Linked DNA regions of Dromaius novaehollandiae: region 1 is linked to region 2. Evidence: chromatin contacts called from public Hi-C data. All regions are on one chromosome and are shown on one strand. The core of a region is the stretch at or near the end of the contact, and the rest is flanking DNA. Distances in the headings are between cores, read along the strand shown. Region 1 holds the start of LOC112983553 (extracellular serine/threonine protein kinase FAM20C-like). Region 2 holds the start of RPL3 (ribosomal protein L3).

Region 1 (6,079 bases), core at 44-2,543, 170 kb before region 2:
TGGTGAGAACGCAGCGTTCCCAGCTTGCCATGTCCCACGGTGCGACAGTTGCTTGGTAACCGCCTCCGGCTGACACTATCGGCCGCCCCAGATTCAGCCAACGCTGTTATTTCCTTCCCCTCATGTTGAGCTAACAACATAGCTGATAGTAACCAAACCCGTCCCGTCCCCCCCTCTCATCTGAGGGTAAATGCATCCCTCCGTGACTGCAGGTGGTGTTTGGAGGAGGAGAGCTTTCCAGCTCGGCAGGCGATCTCACAGCCCTGCAGACGGAGCCGGGTGGAAGGGAGCAGATGGCTTCCACAGGGAAGGGAACACAGTGTCTTCCACAGGGAGGCTTGCTGGATTCAATCCGGATGTACTTTTTGGAAAGACAGTGCCTCGGAGGGGTTGTGCCTGGAACACAGAATTGTTAGGTCATTGCTTAGCGAAAACATGTGCTAATCGCTTGCATCAAAGGAGCTGGGCTTGGCTCTGGGAGCAGGGCCACAGATTTCTTTATTCTGGAGCCAGCTCAGGGACAGATAGGGAGAGCAGGAGACCTCCCTCCTTCCAGAGCCCCAGAACTGCCTCCAAAGTGGGCTTGGGGGAGAAATGGGGGATAGAAAGCTCTCTCTCGTGTCCTAGAGCCTGACTGAGACAGGTCTCTGAGGGAGATGGCCTCCCTCCTTGCCCCAGGGCTGATGTGTGCACAGAGACTCCACCCCAGAGAACCCCCGGTCTAATCTCCACTGCATGGGTTGAAGCCACCCTGTGGACCAGGAGTCCCATTCCCATGCTAAGGGGTTTCATAATCCTTGCTCCAGCACTGGAAAGCAGAGGAAGCATCACACTGGAAAGCAGAGGAAGAGGGAATAGGTGGGCACTTGCCACCCTTATCACTTCAATGCCAGCATTAAATATTAACCATAAGATTTTTTCAGCGAGTCAGATGTGGGCCTGCAGTGACAGGAAGGAGATGGAGAGCTTCAAAGCCAGCCCTGACTGTCTGACAGCATGGCAGCGTACCTCGTTGCCATGACATCATCGCAGAGAAGCAGTTGAATTTTCACCTCTTTCTTCCTATCTCCCCCCACTTCCTCCATCTTTCTAGCTCCTTCCCCCTCTTTCATGGCAGGTTTGAGTCACCTTTGGGATGAAGGAGGAGCCATACGTCTGAGGACATTTCCACTTCTGGCACAGAATCACGACTCCCTGCCACGCAGTCCGACAATGATGCTGCCCATCGCCCCTCAGCAGGGGAGTAAGTCATCACAAAGTGCAGCCCTCTGAGCCGGTATCGCAGCACTCCAGTTTTCTGGGTCAGACAGACAGGAAGGGTCATTCTGGCTGGCACCAATGCATCACCCTAAGATTTTCATCTCCTTTTCCACATCTGACCAGTCTGGTGCTTTGATGAGTAATGGCAGCAATACACAGGTGGCAAAAAATAATATAATATAATAATAAGAAAGAAATAAAAAGCAGGACACCTGTTGCCAACTCCCCTCACTTTTTGCTGAAAATCTCTAGTAAGCTGTGGGAAGACTGCACTTTTGACTGTTTCACAGTCAAAAGCAGATAGGCGCCACAGGCCCCAAAGCACTAGCTGCAGAGGGGATACTTGTAGGAAAACATGGCAAGACAAGGGACCATCTCTGATCTGTGTACCGTATTTCACTGTGAATTGCAGATATGTCTTGAAGTTTACAAGTTCCACAATGAAAGAAGGGTGAAAGTCACTTTCTGTAATACATGGAGGCCAGCACAGCATGATTCAACTTGCAAAGGGCAGTAACACTGATCTTAGTGAATACTTGCCTGACAGCAGGGGGCCCTGACTTACATAGTTCAATTTTGGGAAGCTGAGGTTTACACTTCTACCATATAGCACAAATGACAGGACAGGACAGGACAGGCATACAAACCAGCTAAGATGGGCTGGCTCTTCTGTGGCAACTTTTTGTGAGAAAGCTATTGCCCTTGGACATAGAAATAGCCTACCGTGCTTCTATGAACCACCTTACACTTGCCTTTGAGGAGTTATAATGGAACAGCTGACTCGCTGCAAATTCACACCTAACTCACCTCAATTTGTTTGCATGTGTGTACTTTGAGAAAGCTGAGAACCAGCCAACATTTGCCCATTGCAGATGCAGGTCACAAAGACATTAGTTTTGCTCAGCCGGCAGCCAAACAGATAACAGGCTGGCAGTGGGGCCAAAAGATTGCACGTTGAGGTAAGCAGCTCCCTCTCCCTATGATCATCTGCAGGTCAGCATGACCTGCAGGGATACCTGTGACCAGCATGTCTGTGCACATGCACACAGCAGTTAATTATTCATTAGTGTGAAAGAAGTGTGATTAAATAGGCTACAGAATTGTTGAAGATCATCATCATGCTCCAGTGCAGGGCATTTCAAAGACACTGGTTCTACCTTGCGCTCTGGACCTAGGAGTATAAAACACAGAGGCAAGTCTTAGAACAGAAAAACAGCTTCTCCCCCTGCCAGCTGGAGAAAGTGCTAGTCAACAGTGCTACCTTCATTTTAAAGGCAGCCAGCTGGAGTGAGACAACAAAGTAATCAAGAGTTACAGAAAAAAGAGAGCTCACAGAATTCGGATTCTTTTACAACACACAATGATGCTGGCACCACGGTCCATTGCACAGGGCAAATATTGTGGTTCCAGATACATTATACCAGTTTGCACATTCTCTCTGCCTTGCAAGTCCCTTCCCATCTGATCAGCAGGGAATTATGCAAGAGGATGCAGGGCCCAGCCAGCACAGATGGTCAAAATTTGAAATAATTTCTAGTCATATTCATATTATTCAATTCCTGGCTTATGGAAGAGCCCCTGACATGCTGACTGTTTTCAAAAGAATGAACAAAGGACACCTCTAGCATCACACTGAGGTTAGGAGAAGGAACAAAAAGAATTGTAAACCCCTCTACCAGTCTGATCCACTGCAGGCAATAATACAGAAGTGGTCCTCAGGAACTGAACTACGGACAAGTGTGGGACCTCCCATAAGACATGAACTGCCAACAGTACTGCTTGGTGGCATTCTCAGACGAAAGTCTGAAAATCAAAGAAGGCACAAATGCCAGACCCTAAATGGCAGATGAGGCACACTGACTGGGAAGAGTGCACAAGTACCTTCCCTTGCCGCTACACAGACGGATGTGTGGACAGAGGACTTTGGTCAGCAGCACTGTTGACCTGGCAACTGTCCTAGGCATCGTGACTTGCGCTGGTGAAAGGAACTGCATCGGGAGGGTGAAAGTACTTCTCTTGTATCCCAGAGTTGCCCAGGAAGCAGCATGCGGGGTGAAAGCTTCTCACTGGCCTTCACCTGAGCTACAGCCATTGCTTACTTATTCCAGTGTTTCCTGAACGAATTATCTTTTCTTTTTCTCTGTGTCCCCACCACCACTTCATTTCATTTTAGAATATGACAAACACAAAAAAGGACATTTTACTATTTTTTTATTGTAAAAACACAGTTCCCCAGAATTATATAAATATTCCATATACGTAAAATACAATTACGTTCACTCCATCCTCCAACACTGACAGCTTTAAAAAAATGACACAGGCTAAAGGAATGCAAGTCCAAAAAGACATTAAGTCTCTGATGACCAAGTGATTTCTCACATGACACCCCCAAGAACTGACAGAGAGGCAATCAAGCCTTATGAAGAATTCTCACCCACTCCCCAGACATCATCGACTGCCTGTGTTTTAATGCTATCTCAGTGTGCAGTGGGTGAGAAAAGAGGGGGTAGTTTGCATAGCAACCTCCTACACCCAGGCAGCTCAGCTGTCACACCTTCCCAAAGCAAGCAGGGAGGGGTATGCTAAGTCTGCTCCCCTGTAGCTAACACCTCCATGGATAACCCAAAGGGAGATCCTTGACACAACCAGTTCTCTATGGTCATCTCAGGGAGGAAGAAAATGCTGTTAACATTGGCATTCAGAAGAGAGACAGACATCGGTCAGAGCCATACCACGCAGTAGTGGGGAAGGCAGAGAAGAGAGAACACAGCGTGGAACAAGTGGGAGGAAAAACTCAGGGCTAGATAGCACCTTTTCTCTTTTACCTCCCCCTCCTAGTGCTGCTGTATGGCTTTGTAGTGTCTCATGAATTACCCATTTACCACCTCCTTCCTGCTTAGACTCAACCACCAAGGAAGGAGCCACAACCAGATGAAATATTCCCTGGACAAGGACAGGATAGCTTAACACACGCACACACACACACACACACACGCACCAACAATATATATCCCATGGGACTGGTACATCAGTATGAAAAAAAAAAACCTCAAAGTTTTACTATTAAAAATAAAGCCCCACCTCCAGATTGTACAAAACCTGTGAAGAGAAGGAAGAATCTCTTGTGTGCAGTGAGTCTGGGACCCAGCCAGATGTCATGAGCACTTCCAGACACACACAGCCAGGCTGCCGCCAAAGAACATGTATAGCAGATTCTTCACCTCGTGAGTGATCTCAAAGCCAAAGCCTTCCCCAATCACCACGTGCCAGGAGGACCCAAATTTCTTGTCCATCATCTCTTTGATCATCTTGGCAGCACTCTGAAGAATAATAAGGAGAGCATAGGATGAGGCAGAGCAAGCAATGTGCTTTTATGCAAAAATCCTCCAACTCTTCTCCCTTTAATGGGCTACTCAAGCCAAAGGCAATAGGTATGGCAGCTGCACTGCAGAAACTGGAAGCTCCCTAGAGCTACACTGAAGGGTAAAACAGCCTGCTGCGTTTTGAGCAGCCTCCAACACAGCAAGCAAGAGAGATTAAAGATCTAGATGTAGTAATCACTCCTCATTCACACCAATCTGAAGCAAGAGTTCTCTCACTGATGGTCATGGACTTATACTGGGTGCAGCAAGTGTGAGAGGAGATTCAGGTCACTAAGCTGGAGCTATTTTTACAGGAGCTCTTTTTTGGTTTTTTTTTTCAGCTAGTTACCAAAACACTGAAACTAGGCTGGCTTTTAAAAGGCCTGCTTCTCCGAAATCATGCCCTCCATGAGCTAGAAAACGAAAGAGGAAGATTTTGCAGTGACATATGGTGTCTCAGCCAGGATGGGACAGAGGAATAAAGCAAAGCTTTATAGCTTGGCCTCGTTCCATCACAAAACTCTGCTGGCAATAAGCAGGCTGTGCCTTGCCCAAGGAGCAAGGTGTGTGTTCATTTATCTTCGGTTCTCAAAGTTACAGGTAATCTTTTAAAATGTTGTAACTTCTGTACCACCCCCCTGTTTATATATTCTCAAAAACGTCATTCAATAGGCTGAAAGCTGAGAGGGAAGACCTAACAGACCATACCTAAAGGTTCAAAGACTTTAATTTGCTCACCCCCAAAATAAGAGCTTCCTCCCCACTCTGGTGAAGATGGCCTTGCGGAATACTAAAGAACAGACCCGCGCTTTGGGAAGGGCCCCTTTTCACACAGTTCTGCACCAAGCCCTCAGGACAGAGGCCATTTTAGAAACTGTAGAAGCACATCATAGGTCAGGCAGGATCAGGAGGGAAGTGAGGTTTGTGAGAGAGCATTGCTAAGTGACTAATCTCCACTCCCTGTGCAACATGCTATTACAGATCTTGCTGACAAAGGGAACCAAATGTGAGACACTAGCCAAGCTGTCTTTGCCTTCTTCTGCCCTGCTCAGTGCAGAAACAGAGTAATAGGATGACAGTGTCCAACTCCTTCCTGCCCTACACCCTAGCTCTGCTCCTGAAGATTCCCCAAGCTGGTGCTGCAGTGTCTGAAGGCCAGCCAAAGTGGGATTTGGCTAGTACCTCGTTGTTGGTGGCATATTTCTCGCACGCTGTGACACACAGCTCCATGGCTTCCACACGCATCTCCTCTGGCATGTCAGTGTGCTGGAAAGAGCAAACAAGCAAAAGGAGCTAAGCAAAAGTAAAAGCTAGACACAAGACAGAACAGTAGGTAGCCCTTACATCATCCACACTATAGCTGGGCACTACGGGGGATGAGCAAAAGGAAACTAGCCCTCGTGACTTCTTATGTCAGCTTCAGAAGGGAGAGCATCACTAGTGACACGGGCTTGTCA
Region 2 (5,327 bases), core at 2,451-4,950:
GCTAATGGTTACCTTTGAGGCTACTATAAGCATCTGCCTATACTTTGCACAGAATAAAGAGTATTAATATTTATACCATGATTCACAAACACAGGGCAGAAACCTGACTGTTGAAACAGAGCAAGCTTTATGCTCATACTCTTAGGTGTTCCCACAGTACACCTGAGTCCTGCAGACACTTACCTGAGTGTGAGCCATGACTCTAATAACCTGGCAGTATTTCTTCATGCTATTGAAATCTTTCTCCAACTGCTTTTTGCCCTCCTCATCTTGCCATTTCTTGCAGTATTTGGTGAAGGCCTTCTTCTTGGACTTGTGCCTTCAGGAGCAGAGCAGAGACAAGGTTTGGCTAAGCCCTTCATCGATCCCCTGGGAAAGCGGGGATGAGCGGAAGGAGCTGCCACCTTAGCAGGTTTCGGCTCATTGCCAGCTTCTAAGGAATCTTTTCCACTGGCAAGCGGAGCCTGGAGCTCATCAGACAGAGGCAGGTTTGCCAGAGCTGAGCGGAGCTGCCATGAATTCCAAAGCACATTAGTATTGACAGTACAGAAGACAATATACTGTAGAGAAAGTCTGAACAGAAAAACAACCCTTTAAAGCAATTTTCATTATTGTTATCCACTTCACAATATTGCAATTTTCCCCCCTTGTAAGTCTGAGCTATGCCTGACAGTAAGATCATTACTGTGACACCCATGAGACCTTTACTGCACTTCTCTGACCTCTTTTCAGCCTGCAAAATTCATAAACAGGCTCTAAGCTCTAGACATACTGGAGCCACTTAGGCAGATGCGCATACTTTGAATCAGAACAACAGTGTCTGGAAGAGTAATCAGAAGTAACACTTGTCTTCCCCTTTCCTGAGAAAACAGGACTACAGTCAGGATTCGACACTCATCAACAAGCGCCAGGGGCGATTTCCTTATGTCCGCCCGTCGAAAGCTCATCACATGTAGCCTGCTAGGGAGATCTTAGGCAAATGCCAACACTGTCACCCTCATGTCAAAGAGGGCATTAACCAACATTATGTTGTCACCCTCCTAAAGTAGCCAGCTCTAACCTATCACATTATTAGGCTAGCTCATCAAGGCCAAACAGTAATTGCTGAAAAGATGCTTCAGAAAGTTGTACTAGCATAACCCGCAACCCAGCAAAACAGCAGACTGTAGAGTGAGATTAAGGCAACAAGCAAAAGCCCCTCTCTTACCAGTTCTTGTAGAAGCGACGCTTACACTCATCACTGATGTGCTCAGCAAAGATGGTCTTGAAGCTGCGGAGACCGCGGGGAGTCTGCACATAGCCCACGATGCCTACAATGACCATGGGAGGAGTCTCTACTATAGTGACTGCCTCTACCACTTCTTTCTTGTTCACCTCTGGATGAAGACAGAAATATAGTATATCAATTAATATCAGTATCCGCTATTAAACATCCTCCCATCCTTCACACCCCCAAATGCTTGATATCAAAGGTTGAATGAGCCATGTTCTCTTCACAAAGGCCAGGAAGATGCATGGTAAAATAGTCGATGAATACAAGTAATAATTAAATGCCTTACAGAAATTTGAGGCTGGCTCAGCAGCAGACATGGACAGAGCCTGATAGGCAAAATGGATGGTAGCTAGTAACAGAACTACATTCAGGACTCGACAATCAGCAAAAAAGGCCAAAGGCGATTTACTTATGTCCGCCCATCGAGAAGAGGTCATCATTAGCAGCTTGTTACAGTACAGCTAAACCAAGCCATCAGCTCAAGCACACCATCAGGCTCCTCTGCAAGTCACCATGCATCTCAAACAGGACCATTAATAAGAAAAAACAAGCACTGCTAGACAAAGTCTTCACACTAGGACATCATTCACACTGAAGTGGGAGGGGCCTGGGTGTTTTACACCCTTCCTCCCACTCAAAAAGGGCTTGGAACTAGGTGAAGACAAGCAAGGACTAAAATCCAGAGATACCTATAAGCAGGTTATTTTTCAGCATTTGTAAGAAAAAACCTAATTCTCCTATTAAAAGGAACATATATACATACTGGATCCAGGCCTGTCAACTTCACGGACAATGTGAGTCATGCCAGCCTTGTACCCCAAGAAGGCAGTGAGATGGACAGGCTTGCTGGGGTCATCCTTAGGAAAGCTCTTCACCTTGCCCCGGTGCCTACTACTGCGCTTGCGGGGCAGGAAGCCCAGTGACCCATGCCTGGGAGCTGAGAACTTGCGGTGAGACTAGGGAGAGAAAATGAGCTTTTAGTGCATGTTTCAGAGGTCCACTTCTCCACATTCAAGGGCTAATTGCCAATTTTCTTCTTGCATTAAACAAACACTACATATAGACACTTTGCATTCTAGAAATTCTTTTTAACATCAGCTGTTTAGCTTGTTAAATCCATTTCAATATTGTCATAATACTGCTATCCAAATGCTTCAACTACACTTCTTTAACATCCCCTCCCATTCAGCCCTAATTTAAGAAACCAAGTGCCACTAGTAATGGAACCGTGCAAGCTGTTAACATGGCCACAGCATGCCATCCTGATTTCAATGCACCCCAGAAGCTGAGAAATAGAGAAGCATAAATAGCCTTATGTTTTAATAAATAAATATTAAAAAACTCATTACGAAAAAAGTCCAGAAAAATTCTAGAAAAGCTGCAATAAAACAGCATTTTAACATCCACCCTGAGCTAGTTGCTTCAGGTTAGAATGCAGATATTTCAAACATGTTTTCTTTAACTACCAACCCTGCAGTCTCACTCCATAATATGAGAGCTAAGTTGGATACTATTCTGAGAACTCTCAGCCCAAAGAACTACCCATCCAACCTCATCTCTGAATAGCAAGAAAAATTATGCAGTTAAAAAGGAGCAAGCAATCAATACCAGGGAAAACTGAGTAGTAGTTTTTCAAGAAAAAGCTACATCAAGCAGGAAATAATTTACCACGCTCAAAACAAACTGTTTTTATGACTAATTGCAAAACTTGTGCTCAGGCCCAGCCAAATCAAATTTTGACACCTATATTAAGACTGAAGACTCTTAGCACAGTACCTTCGCATGTTATGTATACATATAATGTATACATACAGCAGAGGCACTGCTTCGCATATTACATTACATATAACGTTACCAAGCAGGAGATCTGACCTTTTTCAGTAAAACCTGGTGAATTCTATCACTAGAGAGACTCTATTGCGTCTGCAGCCCTGCCATGGCCTCGCTGCAGTACCAGGAGCAAACAAGGGAGCAAAGTCCCACTCTTCACGCGGAGGCTCGGCGCCTCCGACTTGGAAACACACCAGGGCCAGACCACCGGCACCAGCAAGACCTCACTTATAGCAGCTCTTCAAAAAAAAATATATATATATTTTTTGAACTAAAAGGCCACCGGGCACCACCACGGACAAAGCCACCCTCAGGCGGCGGCGACCCGCCCGCCCCCGGCCGAGCGCCGAAATGAGCCCTGCGCCGCTACCCGCGGGGCCCCCGCGCGGCGGGAGCCGGGCCGGGCAGCCGCCGAGGACCGGGATGGCGGCGATACGCGACGGATGGTGAGGCCAACCGGGCCGCCCTTTCCCCCCGTCCCCCGCAGCACCAACCATCTTGCCTCCGCGCTGCGCCGGAAGGGCCTAAACAGCCCGCGCGCGTCCTACTTATAGGCACCCCGCCCCCATGGGGCATTGCGCAGGCGCTTCCCCCCCCCCCGATCTCGCGAGCGCGCGGGATGACACGCGCTACGGGTGGAGAATGCGGTCAAAGTTCCCGGGACCGCGTTCTGCCACGGGGCGGAGAGGGAGGGCAGCGCCCCGTGGGCGGCCCTGCCGCGCCCGGCGGGGGAAATCCGCTTTTCTCCCGCTGGGGAGAGAATTAGCGAGGCGAGAGCCGTGTCCCCTTTCTTTGGCAGGCAGCGGCTTTTCCGATCCGCAGGCCGAGCATGCCATCACTGTTTTCTGTGCTTCTCAGTGCCATTTACAGCTGCTGCGGGGAGTTCAGTGAGCCCCTGCCTGACCATCATTTGCTGCTCCTGGTGCTGCTGGGCAGTTTTGCCCCCCTCAACCCACCCACGAAGGCTGCTGCCACTCGTAACAGCGCTGCTCGCTCCGGAAGAGCCAGCAGTGTTGTCTGGGTGCCTGGCTCTGTTTTCGGAGCCCCGCTTTTCCCCACTCGGCATTAGCTGCCTCCTTGCAGTATTTTGTGTAGCCACTACAGAGAAAAACAGACATGACCCCACCAGCACTATAATTGTCCGGGGCAGGTTGACCTTCACACTTTGACCCCTAAACTTTTAATGCATCTGTGCTGCAAGCTGGTTTGTCTCTTTAAAGTGAGACATCTGGTGACATAAATAAAAGGTTAATGTCTCGTAGTCCTTCGCTGGCCTGCAGAGAGCTGGATTTGGCTTGGCGTCTGCCCCCTGGATGTTAGATGGCTTTGTGCCAGCGCATCTTAGACCGAAGCACCCTAGAAAATTGCCCTACATAAGTGGTGAGGGTTGGCGCGAAGACGAAATGGAGCACGGACGTGGCAAGTAAAGACCGTTTTAATAAAATGAGCGATCTCGCTGCTGGCCCAGGAGCTGCCTGAAATTTCCTTCCCGTGTTAACCTGCCTTTCCCAGTTCTTTCATTCAGGCCTGCCCCCTTCCTCCCACCACTGGCCTCCGGGGCTGGCCTGGTGTTTCCCAGCCCTGCCATGCGGCTCCCCCTTCTGCAATGCCACCGGCTGTGTTGTCACGACCCCGGCAGGGTGAAGGTTTCCAGGCAGGTGAAGGGCAGAGCCGATGGCAGGCCAGCGCGGGAGGAGGCCTACAGCCCTGGGGAGGATGGGCTCGGTAGTCAGCCGGAGCCCACTCTACCATGTCCTGGCTGCCCTGGGGCAGGAGAGGGGCCTCCCCGTGGCTGGAGAAAGTGGTGGGAGAAGCGGGGCCCGCGGGCCTCAGCAAAGCGGGCTCACCGCCGCCACGCTGCCTTTCTCTGGCAGGTCTGCGCAGGGGCCGCGGAGGTGCTGCTGGGAACCACGTGCCTGGCGGGGGCCCTGCTCTCCTGGGGGCTCCTGGTGGGGGCACGGGCATGTTCCCTGCAGGCCACAGGATGCAGAGTTGCCTGGGTCTCCCCCTGCCACCCCAGGCCAGCGCCCTCAGAGGCCATTGCTTCTGCCCTCCCTCCAGCCATGTGTCCCCTGAGCCACCACTTCAAAGGCCCATCTGCCCCCACCTTGCAGGGCTTCTCCTGTCCCACCAGCCCGCCGAAGCAGTGGTGAGTGGGAGGGCAAGCAAGGGCTTGGGCAGGCATGGCTTGAAGGGCATGGACATCCTCCTGCACATGAGGCTC

Evidence for each region. Hi-C and Micro-C count contacts between places; a contact is called where the count stands out from the background.
Region 1: a Hi-C map of brain shows a contact between it and region 2, with 2.7 times the contacts expected there. The contact joins the promoter of LOC112983553 here to the promoter of RPL3 in region 2. A contact is called at or near these places in 2 of 4 Hi-C or Micro-C datasets (brain and ovary).

Annotation. Positions count from the first base shown.
Region 1 is chr1:53,505,381-53,511,459 of bDroNov1.hap1, reverse strand. It overlaps LOC112983553 (extracellular serine/threonine protein kinase FAM20C-like), which reads right to left and starts at 1,293. Exons shown (of 11, transcript XM_026100742.2): 1 at 1,129-1,293; 2 at 1-396. DNAL4 (dynein axonemal light chain 4) reads right to left here. Exons shown (of 4, transcript XM_026102735.2): 3 at 5,805-5,888; 4 at 3,455-4,580. The coding sequence ends at 4,416.
Region 2 is chr1:53,341,903-53,347,229 of bDroNov1.hap1, reverse strand. RPL3 (ribosomal protein L3) reads right to left here and starts at 3,700. Exons shown (of 10, transcript XM_026101867.2): 1 at 3,598-3,700; 2 at 2,037-2,229; 3 at 1,208-1,376; 4 at 184-319. The coding sequence starts at 3,600.